Regions from separate parts of the Mus musculus genome. Here regions 1, 2 and 4 are each linked to region 3. The links are chromatin contacts, called in public HiChIP or PLAC-seq and promoter capture Hi-C maps. All regions are on one chromosome and are shown on one strand. The core of a region is the stretch at or near the end of the contact, and the rest is flanking DNA. Distances in the headings are between cores, read along the strand shown. Region 1 holds the start of Klf5 (Kruppel-like factor 5). Region 2 holds the start of Bora (bora, aurora kinase A activator). Region 3 holds the start of Lmo7 (LIM domain only 7). Region 4 holds the start of 4930518C04Rik (a long non-coding RNA gene).

Region 1 (3,333 bases), core at 687-3,186, 2.4 Mb after region 3:
CATCGCAGGCACAGTCATCAGCAAAACATTTATCATGTCCTCTCCGTGGGCCAATGCTACATTCCCCCTTCCTCTGTAAAAAGCGCAGTCATCTTGCTATCTCCTGAGCGAAAACTACCAGAATAAAATAACCAAATATCTTCCAGGCCCTGATTGTTTAAGAACATACATAATCAATCCAGCTACTGACCAGACGCCTATCTTTCCCCCAGCTCTCTTCTCTAATATAACGAACGCTTTCTCTTGATTTTTTTTTTGACATTGAAAAAAAAGGAAGTCAGAAAAAGATCAAGCCCCAGGTAAATGAAATGGTTCATAGAACCATTCACCTCAGTCAGTGAATAGGAGTCGTATATTTTGCTTTTAATTTTCCAAAGAAATGTCACCTCGGACCTCAGATCATCAAGATCTGGATGTGGACGAGGACGGACGGGATTTCCCGGATATGCAGGACTTAAAAATAAAGATTCATGCTGTAGCCATGTGAGTCACATCTGACAAAATGCCACTGTCTTCTCAAAGCACCACGACACTGGCAGACCCCAAGAAATAGGCGCTCAGTGCAAATACACAATACAGCAAGAGGCTATTAAACTAAGCGTCTTGAAATAAACCGATCTTAAACCCTTTCGTGCACTGCGCTCCCGTGGCGGTTAGTGGTTTCTGATTTTAGCTCTTCCAGCTGTTTGCATGTGGGTCTGTTTCCAATTTTTTTTTTCCTTGGGACTAGCTAAAAGTCCCGGGAAGTTTTTTCTAGGCTATATGACTCCCGTGCGTGGGCGAAAGAAACAGGCGCTTGCTCTAATTCGGCTGCTGGGCAAGTGTAAAAGCCAACTGCCAGCTTTCAACGCGACTCCGAGAGGAAATTTACGCGCACACTAAGAAAAACAACACCCCTGGCCTTTTTTGTCCGTGTTTCTTTTTAAGGGAAAAGCGGTGTTCCAATACAACCTTAAGATTCTAGTTTTCCAAACGGGGCCCTACAATACATTCTAGGGTGAGCCTCCACGGGGGTATATGAAACCCCAGTACTCCAATTTGCATTTCTATTTCACCCCAGAGGACGCAGGCAGGTGGACTTCCAAGGCCAGGGCCATCGGGAGAGAGCGGTCAAGAAGCATTTTAAGCCAAGTTGAGCGTGGGCACAAGCTTTCATCCCCACGCAAGCAAAGAGAAGGTGCACGCGAGCGCGCGGCTCTCTTTAGCTCCTCTGGACAGATCCGGGTGGGCCCCCGCCCTGCTCCCCCATCCACTCCCCGGCGCCCCGTCTGGGAGCGCAGGGCGGGGCTGTCCACCCGGGCACCCGTTCCCGCGCGTCCCAGTCTGGAGCGGCCCCTGTCGCCCGCGCCTCGTAGCGGCGGGACACGCCCGAGCCGGGGAAGGGAGGCCGGCCGCTCTGCTTACCTGGACCAGCTCCTCCGAGGGCAGTCGCGGGCCAGCGGCTGGCGGCGGCGCAGGCGGGTGGTGGTGCGCGTGTTTCAGATCGTCTCCGGAGAAGAGCGCCGCGTCGCGGGCCGGGTTCGCAGCGCCCAGCACCGGCTTGAGCTGCGCGAACACGGGCTCGTCCTGCGCGGCCGGCGGCTGGGGCAGTGGTCCCAGGCGGGCGCTCATGGTCAGCACCCGCGTGGGCATGGACGGTCTGGGGATTACGGGAGCGGGACACGGAGCGATCGCGATCCCACCTCGCTCGGGCTGGCACGGGACGGCGGACTCGGCGGGGGGCCGCGGCGGGGGACCCCTGGGCCGGCAGCCAGACGCTCACGAAGGCGGGCACGGAGATCGGGGCTCCTGGGCTCGGCCACGCGTCACCGCCGAGGTCCTCGGGCAGCCACTTTCTCCCGCCCCGCCCCAGCGCTCGCTCACCCTCTCGCCGGAACCCGCTCCCGCCACCCCCAAGCTCCACCAGCAACCTAAGAGAGCGCGTACCTGCCCCGCGACTACTGACACTTGACGCCCGCCTCTATTTCACCCAACTCCGGGGAGGCAGGGCCAGCTCACCGGACTGGCAGCGTTGTGGCCAATGGCAAGGCCCCAGGGCCAGAGGGTAGCCAGTAGGAAAGAAGGCCCACGAGGTCCCGCCTCCGACGGGCCGACCGCACCCCTCGCGGGCCAGGAGCTTCGCGCGCAGGGCTGCGGCGCAGTTTGTACACAACTTCTCTGACAGATTGGGCCGGCGGAGCACGGGGCGGGCGGAGGGAAGGAGAGGAGCGGGTGGAATCTAGGAAGAGGGGGAAATCAGGGTGGAGACGCGGAGGGAGATCTCTCCGAACTGTTCTCTGCCAGGATTAGGGCGAAAAAAAAGTATTGCACGTCTTAGGTGTTGTGCAAGGACCTGAAACTCGAAAACCGAAGACAGAAGGCAGCTAGGTGGGGGGAGCTGAGGTTTCCAGTCTTAACCAATGAGTGTATTTTTTTTTTTAAGTATACAAAATGTACTTTAGAGGAAAACAAGGGGCGGTGCGAAAACAAACGTAAAACAGCCCTCCTTTCTGTGTTTTCAGCCGTAGATCTATCTATCTTTTCGCAGATTCCTTGTGGCCTGAATAAAATCTGTAAATGTCAAGCATTTTTTTTCAAGTCCTTGCATACCAACCTGGGCACATTTTCCCCTACAGTATTTAAGGAGCTACAAGTTTTCACAGACATGTCTACTCTCCTTCGCCGAATGTGGGGAAAAGGTGGGGTGGGCCATATGAATTATGAAGTTTTTAATATTTAAACCATGTTGATTCTAGCCCGAGCATGGAATCTAATTTGAGAACTAACAGCCAGCTCAACCGGGTATTTAAATAGACATTACATCTTTGGCTTATTTTTGCTAGCACTGTAGTGTTCGGAGGGGCGGGGAATGGAGTTTTAATATATTCAGAAGTATGGGTCCCATCTACCTAATACAGTGTCACCTTTTCCTACGAAACGGGAACCAAAGAAGGCACAAACATTCACAGACATTCAACAGCCCTGAAAACTGGGTATCCAAACTGGTAGGAAAGCAACAGTCAACTATATTACTACCTTTTTACTGCGTTGTTTTAATGGAAGGTGAGTGGTTTGGTTTGGTTTTGTTCTTAATTTTTGCCAGTAATCACACCAAAGGAAACGCCTTTCCTTAATCCTCAATGTTCTTGTCTATGATTTTATCTGGCTTATTGAGAAGCTGAAACAATAAACTGCGACTTAAAAAGACGCCTGTAATATTGCTATCTATTTACGTCTGTTGGCAGCACACTATACTATAATACCTACCTAGAGCACACTCGCTCCTTTACAGTGAAGCATCTTTTTAAAAAGTTCTTAGGAAAAAAAAAAAGTGCACCTGAAAGAGTGTATCAC
Region 2 (3,051 bases), core at 96-2,595, 2.7 Mb after region 3:
CTGCTGTCTTTGGTCTGAGGTATATATGAGTAGCTCAGCTGTGACCAGCTAACTTGTAAAGCCTGTGTGCTGTTTCTGTGCTGGTGTGGGCAGTTCCTGGATGTCGACCTCCTGCATAAGAGCGCTCAGATCATGTCTGCTCAAAGAACCATTACAAGATTAGGTGCCATCTTCTTCTTGTATTTACACTTAAAATTATTTGTAGTTACTTTCACTTAAAATCACTTGTAAACACTAGGCAAGAGAAACTTACTGGTAGTTTTGTGGACTTAAAGATAGAAGGACTAGCAAGGGTTTGTTCATGGAGATTAGAATAATCACTGGGACTTTCAAAGGGATTTAAAACAGGGATCCTTCCTGGAGTTTCTGGTGTTATTTGCATTTTTAATTCGCTGACATCTCCCATAGCCCAGGAAGCAAACTAGAAAGAAATCAAAAGTACACATATTAAAATTACTGAATATCATAGATATTAATCCCGACAAAATACATTCAACATCTCACTCCAAATCGAATCCTCTTGGGGTTAAGTTTCTATGGTTTACAAAGGAGAATCAGCCCTGCACGTTTTCTCAGATGATCCGGAGCCGAGCCTTGGGAGCTGGGGAAGGTACGGCAATGCTCCTATCACTTTTTCAGAGGAAGCAACGCATGCACGGAAGTTATGCGGCATATATGAAGCAGCCAACCGGTTATGAGTGGGCTCTGGTCCAATCTGATTACACCAAAAATAAGTGCCTTTCCAACCAAACGACTTCTATTTATCGTTTTCCTTATTCATCATCTCAAGACAAAACCGTACGAACACCGTCCGGATACCCAAGTAATTCCACACAGAACTGCAATTTTTACTACTGGCACGTTAGTCCTCACTTGAACAGGGTGAGTGACAGGCTGGACCCAGGTGGGGATTTAAACTACTTTTCCTAAAGAGCACTCCCCCTCCGGGATCCAAAGGCACGCTGCATTCCTTCCAAAGAGGGTTACAGCCAGAAGGGAGATGGGGGCGGGGGTGAAGAAGAAGAAAAGAAAAGAATTTACTTTTGTAAGATCAAAGTTGAGCGGGCTCCCTCGGAAACAGCAGAGACGTCACTTCCAGCGACCATTCAGTGTCCAGGCGCCCTCTCTCTCTGCTCCCCTTCACACCTAGGCGAGCTCACAGGTACGTCTGGGGCCAGGAAACCAGAGCGGTCCACCTCGAAGCAGGAGTCCAGGCCTGGGGCCACGGAGAACGTACCTACACTCGTGGGCAACGTGGAAGTTCTAGCATCACCCTGCAGATGCCCACGCCAGGCGCCGACTCTTTAACTCCCTCCGTGCTCTCCGGCCAACCAGGGCGCGGGGCGGGGAGAGGTCACCGGCCAATCGCGTCCCACCGCCGTCCGCGAACCAGCCAATGGCGTCGAGGCGGCCGGGTGAATTCGAACGCTAACTCCTCGCTCTACGTTCCGCGCAAGGGAACGAGGCTCCAAATTCAAATCAACGCGGTCCGGCGTCGGCGCTCGGCGCTCGGCGCGAGGGGGCGTGGCCCGGGCGGCGGGGGCGTGGCCTGGGCGGTGCGAGCGCCGCCGCGCGGTGTGTGGGCGGGGCCGAGCGGCGGCGGGCGCTCCAGTTCCGGGTCAGGCCTTCTCCCACCGGGGCGGGGGCCTCTCCTCTCCATGGCGAGCGGTAGCGGCCCGGGCGCGGCGGCCTCGGCCAACCTGAACGCGGTGAGGGAGACCATGGACGGTGAGTGCGCGTCGTTCTCGTCTGACCGGGCCTGCGCTTCCCGGCGCCGAGCCCCCGGATGGAGGCGTCGTAGAGGGCCCCACGGTCCCCGCGTCGGCCTCGGCGGTATCCTGCGAGGGGACGGGGAAGGGGACCCGCCGCGACCTCGAAGCTGGCGGCCCCAGAGCTCCGGTCTTCCGCTGCGGCGGAGTTTGGCGCGCGCGGGGCGTTCCAGGCCTCGCGACCGCTGCCTGCGAGCCCATCCTGGGGCCACGCGACCCGCCAAGTGTCTGGCGCCTGCTCGTGTCTGGCGCGTGCTCGTGGCCTGGGGACCCGGGGCGAAAGGGGTCGTGGACCTTTTTGTCCACGCGGTGAGCTCAGTTCCGGGGCCCAGGCGTTTCAGTAACGGGTTATTTGTTTCCAGTGATTGAGCACCACTCCCCGTCACCATCTCCCACTCCTTAGATCGGGCGACACGGGTGACCGCGGTTGTGGGTGTGTCCGCGCCCGCTGCCTGATAGGTAGAGCGCACCCAGAGGTACAGAAATAAGTCTCAGAGTTCCCTTCTCTCTGCTATGGTTCTGCAGCTTTGTCCCTCTCGGACCCAACACTTAGAAAGTAACTATTATTCGTAAACAATAAAATAAAGTTGTAGCTCCGGGTATTTAAAATAAGACAGCCAGGTAAAGTGTGTGTCAAGTGATCGGTTTTATTTGCTTTTTCTTTTGCGTTAGCAAGCATCTTTCTTTGTCTTAATTTTACACGTTTCCATCTACGTGTGGTTCTACATGTCTGTTTTGGCAGTGGCTTTGATGGTTTCCAGAGGTTACCCCCTCAACATCTTTCTCAAAAGATAACCTTACGCTTTGCAGTGGTTTTCCCCACCTAATTGTTTGCCACATTGTTCTTTTTCTGTCTCCAGCCTGTCTTTTTTTTTTTTCTTTTTTCTTTCATCTTAGATGTTCCACGGCTTATTGTTTTGTAAAAATAAATGTATGTACACAAGGGTACCGTTGTGGTTTTTAGGTTGTGTTGTTCTGAGATAAGACTCTTGCCTGTGTAGCCTAGAGTGACCTCAAGTTCCTGAGCTTCTCTTTTTGCCTCTGGAGCGTCCATGGGGTGCTGGGTGCACCAGTGTGTGTTGTGAGTAGTGTCTGAAGAGAACTGGTTAAGTTGGTGGGCCTGCTGTGAGGGCTAAGGCTTTGCATCCCAACCTTTTGTGAGAGAACGTGTTGTAAAGTAAAAAGTACACAGTATAAAAACATTTAAGAAGTTTGTTTGCTTTTTTAACGAAGTAAGAGTATGTGTGAGGTTTTAGCCCATTTAAGTCATTGTAAAAGAACC
Region 3 (3,155 bases), core at 584-3,083:
AACATTTAACATTTATTTTTTTTCCTCATAAGTACATGATATTTTTAAAATGTGTATGTGTGTGTGAGTGTTTGTAGGTGTGTATGTGTGTATGTATGTGTATGTGTTTGTAGGTATATATATATGTGTGTGTGTGTGTGTATGAGCGTGTGTGAGTATGTGTGTGTTTGTAGGTATGTATGTATGTGAGTGTGTATGTGTGTATTTGTAGGTATGTATATGTGTGTGTGTGTGTGTTTGTAGGTATGTATGTGTGTGTGTGTGAGTGTTTGTAGGTATGTGTGAGTATGTATGTGTGTGTGTGTGTGTGTGAGCATTTGTAGGTATGTATGTGTGTGTGTGTGTGAGCATTTGTAGGTATGTATGTGTGTGTGTTTGTAGGTATGTATGTGTGTGTATGTGTGTGTGTGTGTGTTTGTAGGTATGTATGTGGATGTAGATTCCGATGGGGGTTGGGGTATATACTTGGAAGCCACCATTTTGGCTAAGTCACACTGAATACTTCTGCCTCAGCAGCCCTGCCTGTCCTGGAGTTGCAATGGCTTTTTTCCACGGGTGCTAGAGACCCAAAAGCAGGTCCTCAAGCTAGTGGGACCCTACATGTATTTCTTTAAAACATAAAATAAAATGACTTTTAAAGAACTAGCTTCCCCTATATTCTTAGTAGCCTAATTTGAATTTTTAGGTAGATTGAGGGGCTGCAGGCGTGATTCAGGAGTAGCCGCTCTTATCTAGCATGTCCCAGGCCCTGAATTAAATTCCCTAGCTGTTGGATAAAACAGCATGTGGCACCACTAACTCCAAAATGACGTCAGGGTTGGTGTGGGCAACAATTTTATAACCATCAGTTATTCTGAGTCCCACTTTGGGAAGGATTCTTTTGACCCATCCGGAAAGTCACCTCATAAGTCTAGAGTTGTAACTCGGTACTAGAGCCCAGGTGTGGGGTGCCTTGAGTTCATTCACAAGCACAACCCACCTAGGTGGTCAGCAACGGAATAAAACAGGCTAGTCCGAAGGCGACCATGTAGAGACTATCTCTCCTTCGTGACAATAAAAGGAACAGAAGATCTTGTCTGTGAGGCACAGCTGGAAGAATAACAAGCCGTCTGTAAAGGAGCTTAGGATATTTTAGTTTCTCAACTGGAGAGGAAGAGAGCGGGAGAGGGAAGGATGGCAGCCCCCCAACTCTCTAGGCTCACACCCCGTGCTGAATACACTGGCTACCCAGGTGCGTGATAAGCAACTGCATCCCGAAGAAATGCGCCCGAGGTCCCCAGCCTAGCTCTGTGCCCCGCTTTTTGGGAAGTGCGATACCCAAACCTGGTGGACAAGCGCTGGGAGATCTGCAAGAAAGTCTGAGGAGGGCTAGGCATCAGAAGACTAGAGAGGGAAATTTTGCACTGTACCCAAAACTGCCTCTTTACTCAGCCTAGGTCACCGGACGGACGTAAGCTCAGATTGGTGGGAAACCCAAGAAGACTCAGGCACGGAAAGTGTAAATTCATCTGTAAAGAACTGGAAAAGACACTCACCTCCACCCATCTCTGAGCCTCTGCGAATGCAACAGAGCAATCGGCCTCGGCGTCCTCCATCCCTTCCATGTCTAGGGCAAGAGAGGGAGAGGAGCAGCTCAGTGGGTGCGCGCCGGGACCCAGAGCTCCCACGCCACGCGTCCCCCGCCCTTTGTAGCGACGTGCAGTTTGAGTTCAGGAACCTAGAAGAATTTGCAGGAGTTGCTTTCTCCAAACTCTAGAAATCGGCTCAAGTTCAGCCTGACTGGAGCAGGAGGAGGTGAAGAGGCAACTGGAAGCGGTGTGCAGAAGGAGCCGGGACTCCTGGGAACTTCAAAAGTCGCAAGCGCTGTCACCGCCCTCGACAGTAGCCCCGCCCCGGCCCACCCCCTACGGGCCGGTCCCAGCTTCCGTCCTTGCCCCTCGCCAGGGTCCTTGCAGCCACCTCTCTGGTCAGAATTATCTGGGCGGGGAGATGCGCCCCAGCCGGCATCCTTCCCGCCTCTACCCGCCTTCCCAGTCCCGGGCTCTCTCGGGAGGCGGCGCCCCTTCTGCCTGCGGCCTGACATACCAGGAATAGCTGCACACAATTGCACCTTTCCGGGCCAAGAAACTTCCCCCGCGGGGACGCGGAGCCACCAGGCCTCCACGCCACTACCCTCCGGCTCCACGGAGCTCGCTGACCGGTCCCAGATGCTGCGCGGTCCCCGCTACTGCCCCGGCTTCCGGCCGCAGGTGAGGGTACCGGCCTGGGCACTGGCGGCTGGTCCCCTAGTCTGGGCTGGCGTCGCTCCTCCCCCGATCGCAGGTGGGTCCGTGGGGAAGACCTGTGGCTTCATTTCCCCTCTCGCCTCAAGGGTACGGTGAACCGAAGGAACTTGGCTTTTCTCCCACCTCTCCTGCCTGCTTGGCCCAGTTCTGGACATTGGCCCGCCCTCCCCCGGAGAATCAAAACCTGTACCCTTCGTGGTGTGGCAAAGGTGACTGGTTATTCAGAGTGAGCAGAGAGTTTGAGTAAGTGCTCGGGGCCTGGCCAGCAAAGTGCACAGGTGGTCCAATGCCCCGCGATCTCTCCAAGGAAACTCTGGGGACTCTCTGGGCTCCAACCAGGGTACTTGACCTATGGAAGAAGATAAGATCAGCCCTTCTTTTCTGGAGGAGACGCAACATTTCATTCTTTTTTTCTTTTCTTTTTTTTTTCTTTTTTTTCTTTGTGTGTGTGTGTGTGTGTGTGTGTGATTAAAGAAATTTTCAAACGTATGGCAGAGAATCTTGTCTACGGAAACAGCCTAGCTTCTGTTTAATGATCATTAGCACTTGGGCTTATCTCACTATAGAGAGGTTTAAAGTAGGATACATTTCAGCTCTAAATATCCCAGGATACAGTTCATCTTTAACGAACACTATCCTGCAATATCATAGACCATTTTCACATGTAACTAAATAAAGCCAATAAAATTGCTAATCAACCGGGCTCGGATTTCCCTAGGATGCCAAAGCGTCCTTTGCAGCTGACTTACCTAGACCTCGAGGCAATCAGAGAATCTGCATTCCGTTTGATTGCGGATTTTTTACCCTAGAAGGGCCTCCTCCTCAAGCCCCTTCTTCCTTTTTTGGAATGGCATCGTGTGTTGAAAGAAA
Region 4 (3,204 bases), core at 306-2,805, 2.2 Mb before region 3:
TCACTGTCAATCTTCCTCCTTTACCAAGAAAATGTCAGCAGGGCCTTGGACTGTTCCAGAATCTTTGGTATTCATATCTTACATCCAACACTCCTCATCTTTTGAGTAAGTCTGGAATTTAAGCTTCTTGCAGTGTAAGCGTCTACTTCAACTCTTTAAATATGCATATAAAATATGTCTTTGTTCTAGTATTGATGATGAAAAATAACAAAAAAAATGAAAAGTTCTTTTTGAAGCTGCTTCAATACGCACATGCACCTTTTCTTTCTGTTCACATTGTTGTTGTTATTGTTGTTGTTGTTGTTTTTATAGTATTCAACAATTAAATCTGATGTGTTTTACAAACTCATTAGAAGACTGAATTTTTTTCATCAGCGTCAGTTCTTAAAAAATTCTGGAAATTCATGTTTATACAAAGCTTGGAAAAGCAGAGGATAAATACTAGGGAAACATTCCAGTCGACTTTGCGCAGGTCAGAACCCCAACATTTTTTTTTCTAACATCGTGCCCCTTGTTTATTTACAGCCGCAGATACGCGCTAGCTTCTGGTGCTGGTGGAATGAATGCGCTGACCTCACACACACATTTCTGCCAGTGACGGTTTGAAGATGATAAAGTAGTCCAGAGCAAATATCTCCACTCTCTGATAGCGGGAGGCACTTTGTGTACAAAAAGCAATGGTCTGGAACAGAGTCAAGCTCTAGAAAGCAGGACAGTCGTTTCTCATCATAAACACATTATTCCTGTCGAGTCGAAGGAGAATGGTGGAGGTAGGGAAGGCTTTGAAAACAGCATACACGTTCCTCATGACTTCCCTTGTGAACAGGGGCCTCAGATCAGCCTGCAGTGGACATCAGAGGGATTCACGTTACCCCACTGTGATGAATAATGAAACACAATGCATAATTGTCCGCAAGTTCTTAGAACCTCCTCAGACCCCAGCTACCGTGCAGAATGCATTACCTCAGGCTCCACGGGGTCACGAGGGAGGTAACCAAGAGTCGGGACGAGTAAATAGACAGTATTGTACCAAACTCCTGTCGCTATGACAACCCTCTAGAAATGCCGGACTCCCATTTTCTCAGCTGCTTTTACTGCTCTGAGGAGAAAGAACAAATGGCCTTTGCAAGCGGCAACCCTGGTTAGTCTCCGACTTTACAGCTTCACCATAGACATGCCCACACAAGTCACTTTCCTTCTCTTCGTCTCCAGCAAATATCGTCAAAATATTCTTCTCATGTGAAAGGTGCTTAATCTTTTACAAAATGAAGTAGTGATGCAGGAAATCTCATTAAATTGCATTTACGTTATAACTGATAGAGATTTTAGCAGCGCGGGCTGAATCAAACTTTCACACTTGAGGGGCCAGCGAGAGTCCTTTCTCTTCTCAGTGTGAAGGATTTAAGTAGCTGAAGGCATCTCTGTGGTGTGAGAGTCTGGTGGGAAGCAGCAGCCTGTTACCCTGACACTGCATCCAGGCGCAGGAGGGGTGTGAGGCTTAGGGGAAATGAGTGTGGTTTCATCTATTGGGCAACTTCTTGTTAATGAAAAGTATGCAGTGCGGCCCGTGCATTAGCTCAGAGCACAGAAGATTCGAGGGTCACCTGACTTTCCAGTGACGCCCCACATAACACTCTCAGCCCTCCTTAATGCAAAACATGCATGTATATTTCCTTTCTTAAAATTAGTAAAACAGTTTTTTACTTATTGCTAACTCTGCCATTCAACATAAATTATATGAGGCCGGAAAACGTTTATCTCCTGTAACTTTCTTTTTCCCGGGAGCTCAGAATGGCATAAAAGTTCAAGGCATATCTACTGAATAAAAACAAGAGTTAATAAATGAATCTTTCAACACTTTGTTCTCAGCCATAGATAGGAGGAAATACTATATATGATATAACATTATTCTTAATACCAAGTATGACATAAATTTGAAATATTTTATGAAGTAAATCTGCAGTTAACATGAGCTGTTATAATTACTCAATACCAAAATGTTCAAAATCCAGAGAAAATATAAAACTCAAGAAGAAAAATAATTCTTTCATAAAACAAGTTATATTTCCTAACTAATGAACTGTGGGGTGTGTGTGTGTGTGTGTGTGTGTGTGTGTGTGTGTGTGTGTGTGTGTTATGTGGTGTGTGTATGTGATGTGTGTCTGTGTGGTGTGTGTGATGTGTGTGTGTGTGTGTGCGCATGCGCACACACATGCACTCTCACAAGCATGCCTGCCCGTGCACTGTCTATAGACCACAGGACTACTTGCCAGAGTCAGTTCTAACCTTTCAATGGGGCCTGAGAACTGAAGTCAGATCAGGATCTGACCCAGTGGCAAGTATCTTAACTCACTGAGTTATACAACCAGACCAAGAGGATAGATATTCTTAATGTTGCTTAATATACCAGGCTTGTCATACATAGGCTTCTGCTTTATGAGCTAATAATAACATTTAAAAACCAAAAGAGCGTCTGAGAGTGTAGCTCAGTGGTAGAGCCCTTGCCTAGAATCTATGAGGTCCAATGTTTCAATCACCAAAACACACACACACACACACACACACACACACGCACACGCACACGCACACGCACACGCACACTGAAGAGGTGGGGATAAGAAGGAAGGAGAGAGAAGGAGATTGTCATTTTACATAAAAGGCAATTTCTTGTTTAGATACAACTCTTCATGAACTTAGGGATGAACTTGAGTCATGTTCATGACTGTCTTTTTTGTTTCATATTTAACTAAAATGCATTGGATGAGAATCCTAAGGAGAAACGAATGTCAGGTGAGGTAGAAAAGGGCCATCAGGGTGGTGTCCTGAGAAAAGTGGGGCCTGCAGGCAGAGGCAGCTCACCCAGATGACCTGGCTCAGGCTGCAAACTCAGATGAACATCTACATAGCTCCACAGAGGCAAACATCACAGCAAGGAGGAACAGCAAAACAGGGCCAATCAGCCAGTCATACTAAAAGCTAGCCTTCTAGAAAAGAATTTACAATGTGCATTGAAGAATATTAAGCATTATGTTGTGAGTGTTCTCTTCCTGGGTCAGTTGCACTTTTCAGATACACCTGCCAGAAATGAAGTAAGTTTTGAACAATAGAGAATTAGATTTGTGTTGATTTAATGAGAAATGCTTTTTATTTGTTTTATATATATATATATATATATATATATATATATATATATATTTGTTTTCT

What was found. Promoter capture Hi-C pulls out the DNA fragments that hold promoters and counts their contacts. HiChIP or PLAC-seq counts read pairs in DNA pulled down with a chosen protein or histone mark.
Region 1: a contact with region 3 is called in an H3K4me3 HiChIP or PLAC-seq map of stem cell-derived neural progenitor cells, with 9 times the contacts expected there. The contact joins the promoter of Klf5 here to the promoter of Lmo7 in region 3. A contact is called at or near these places in 1 of 39 promoter capture datasets (hippocampal neurons) and 1 of 115 datasets of contacts at active chromatin or transcription factors (stem cell-derived neural progenitor cells).
Region 2: a promoter capture Hi-C map of stem cell-derived epiblast-like cells shows a contact between it and region 3, with 2.6 times the contacts expected there. The contact joins the promoter of Bora here to the promoter of Lmo7 in region 3. A contact is called at or near these places in 3 of 39 promoter capture datasets (the 3T3-L1 cell line, hippocampal neurons and stem cell-derived epiblast-like cells), 1 of 115 datasets of contacts at active chromatin or transcription factors (astrocytes) and 1 of 9 other capture datasets (liver).
Region 4: a contact with region 3 is called in a promoter capture Hi-C map of hippocampal neurons, with 5 times the contacts expected there. The contact joins the promoter of 4930518C04Rik here to the promoter of Lmo7 in region 3. A contact is called at or near these places in 2 of 39 promoter capture datasets (hippocampal neurons and pre-B cells).

The regions. Positions count from the first base shown.
Region 1 is chr14:99,297,294-99,300,626 of GRCm38.p6, reverse strand. Klf5 (Kruppel-like factor 5) reads right to left here and starts at 1,936. Exons shown (of 4, transcript NM_009769.4): 1 at 1,405-1,936. The coding sequence starts at 1,632.
Region 2 is chr14:99,044,671-99,047,721 of GRCm38.p6, reverse strand. Bora (bora, aurora kinase A activator) reads right to left here and starts at 1,345. Exons shown (of 12, transcript NM_175265.5): 1 at 1,042-1,345; 2 at 254-421. The coding sequence starts at 406. It overlaps Mzt1 (mitotic spindle organizing protein 1), which reads left to right and starts at 1,586. Exons shown (of 3, transcript NM_175245.4): 1 at 1,586-1,728. The coding sequence starts at 1,659.
Region 3 is chr14:101,728,606-101,731,760 of GRCm38.p6, reverse strand. Lmo7 (LIM domain only 7) reads right to left here and starts at 1,833. Exons shown (of 31, transcript NM_201529.2): 1 at 1,536-1,833. The coding sequence starts at 1,604. It overlaps Gm9922 (predicted gene 9922), which reads left to right and starts at 2,033. Exons shown (of 2, transcript NR_168926.1): 1 at 2,033-2,249; 2 at 2,372-3,155.
Region 4 is chr14:103,897,118-103,900,321 of GRCm38.p6, reverse strand. It overlaps 4930518C04Rik (a long non-coding RNA gene), which reads right to left and starts at 1,555. Exons shown (of 2, transcript XR_383716.3): 1 at 964-1,555; 2 at 1-841.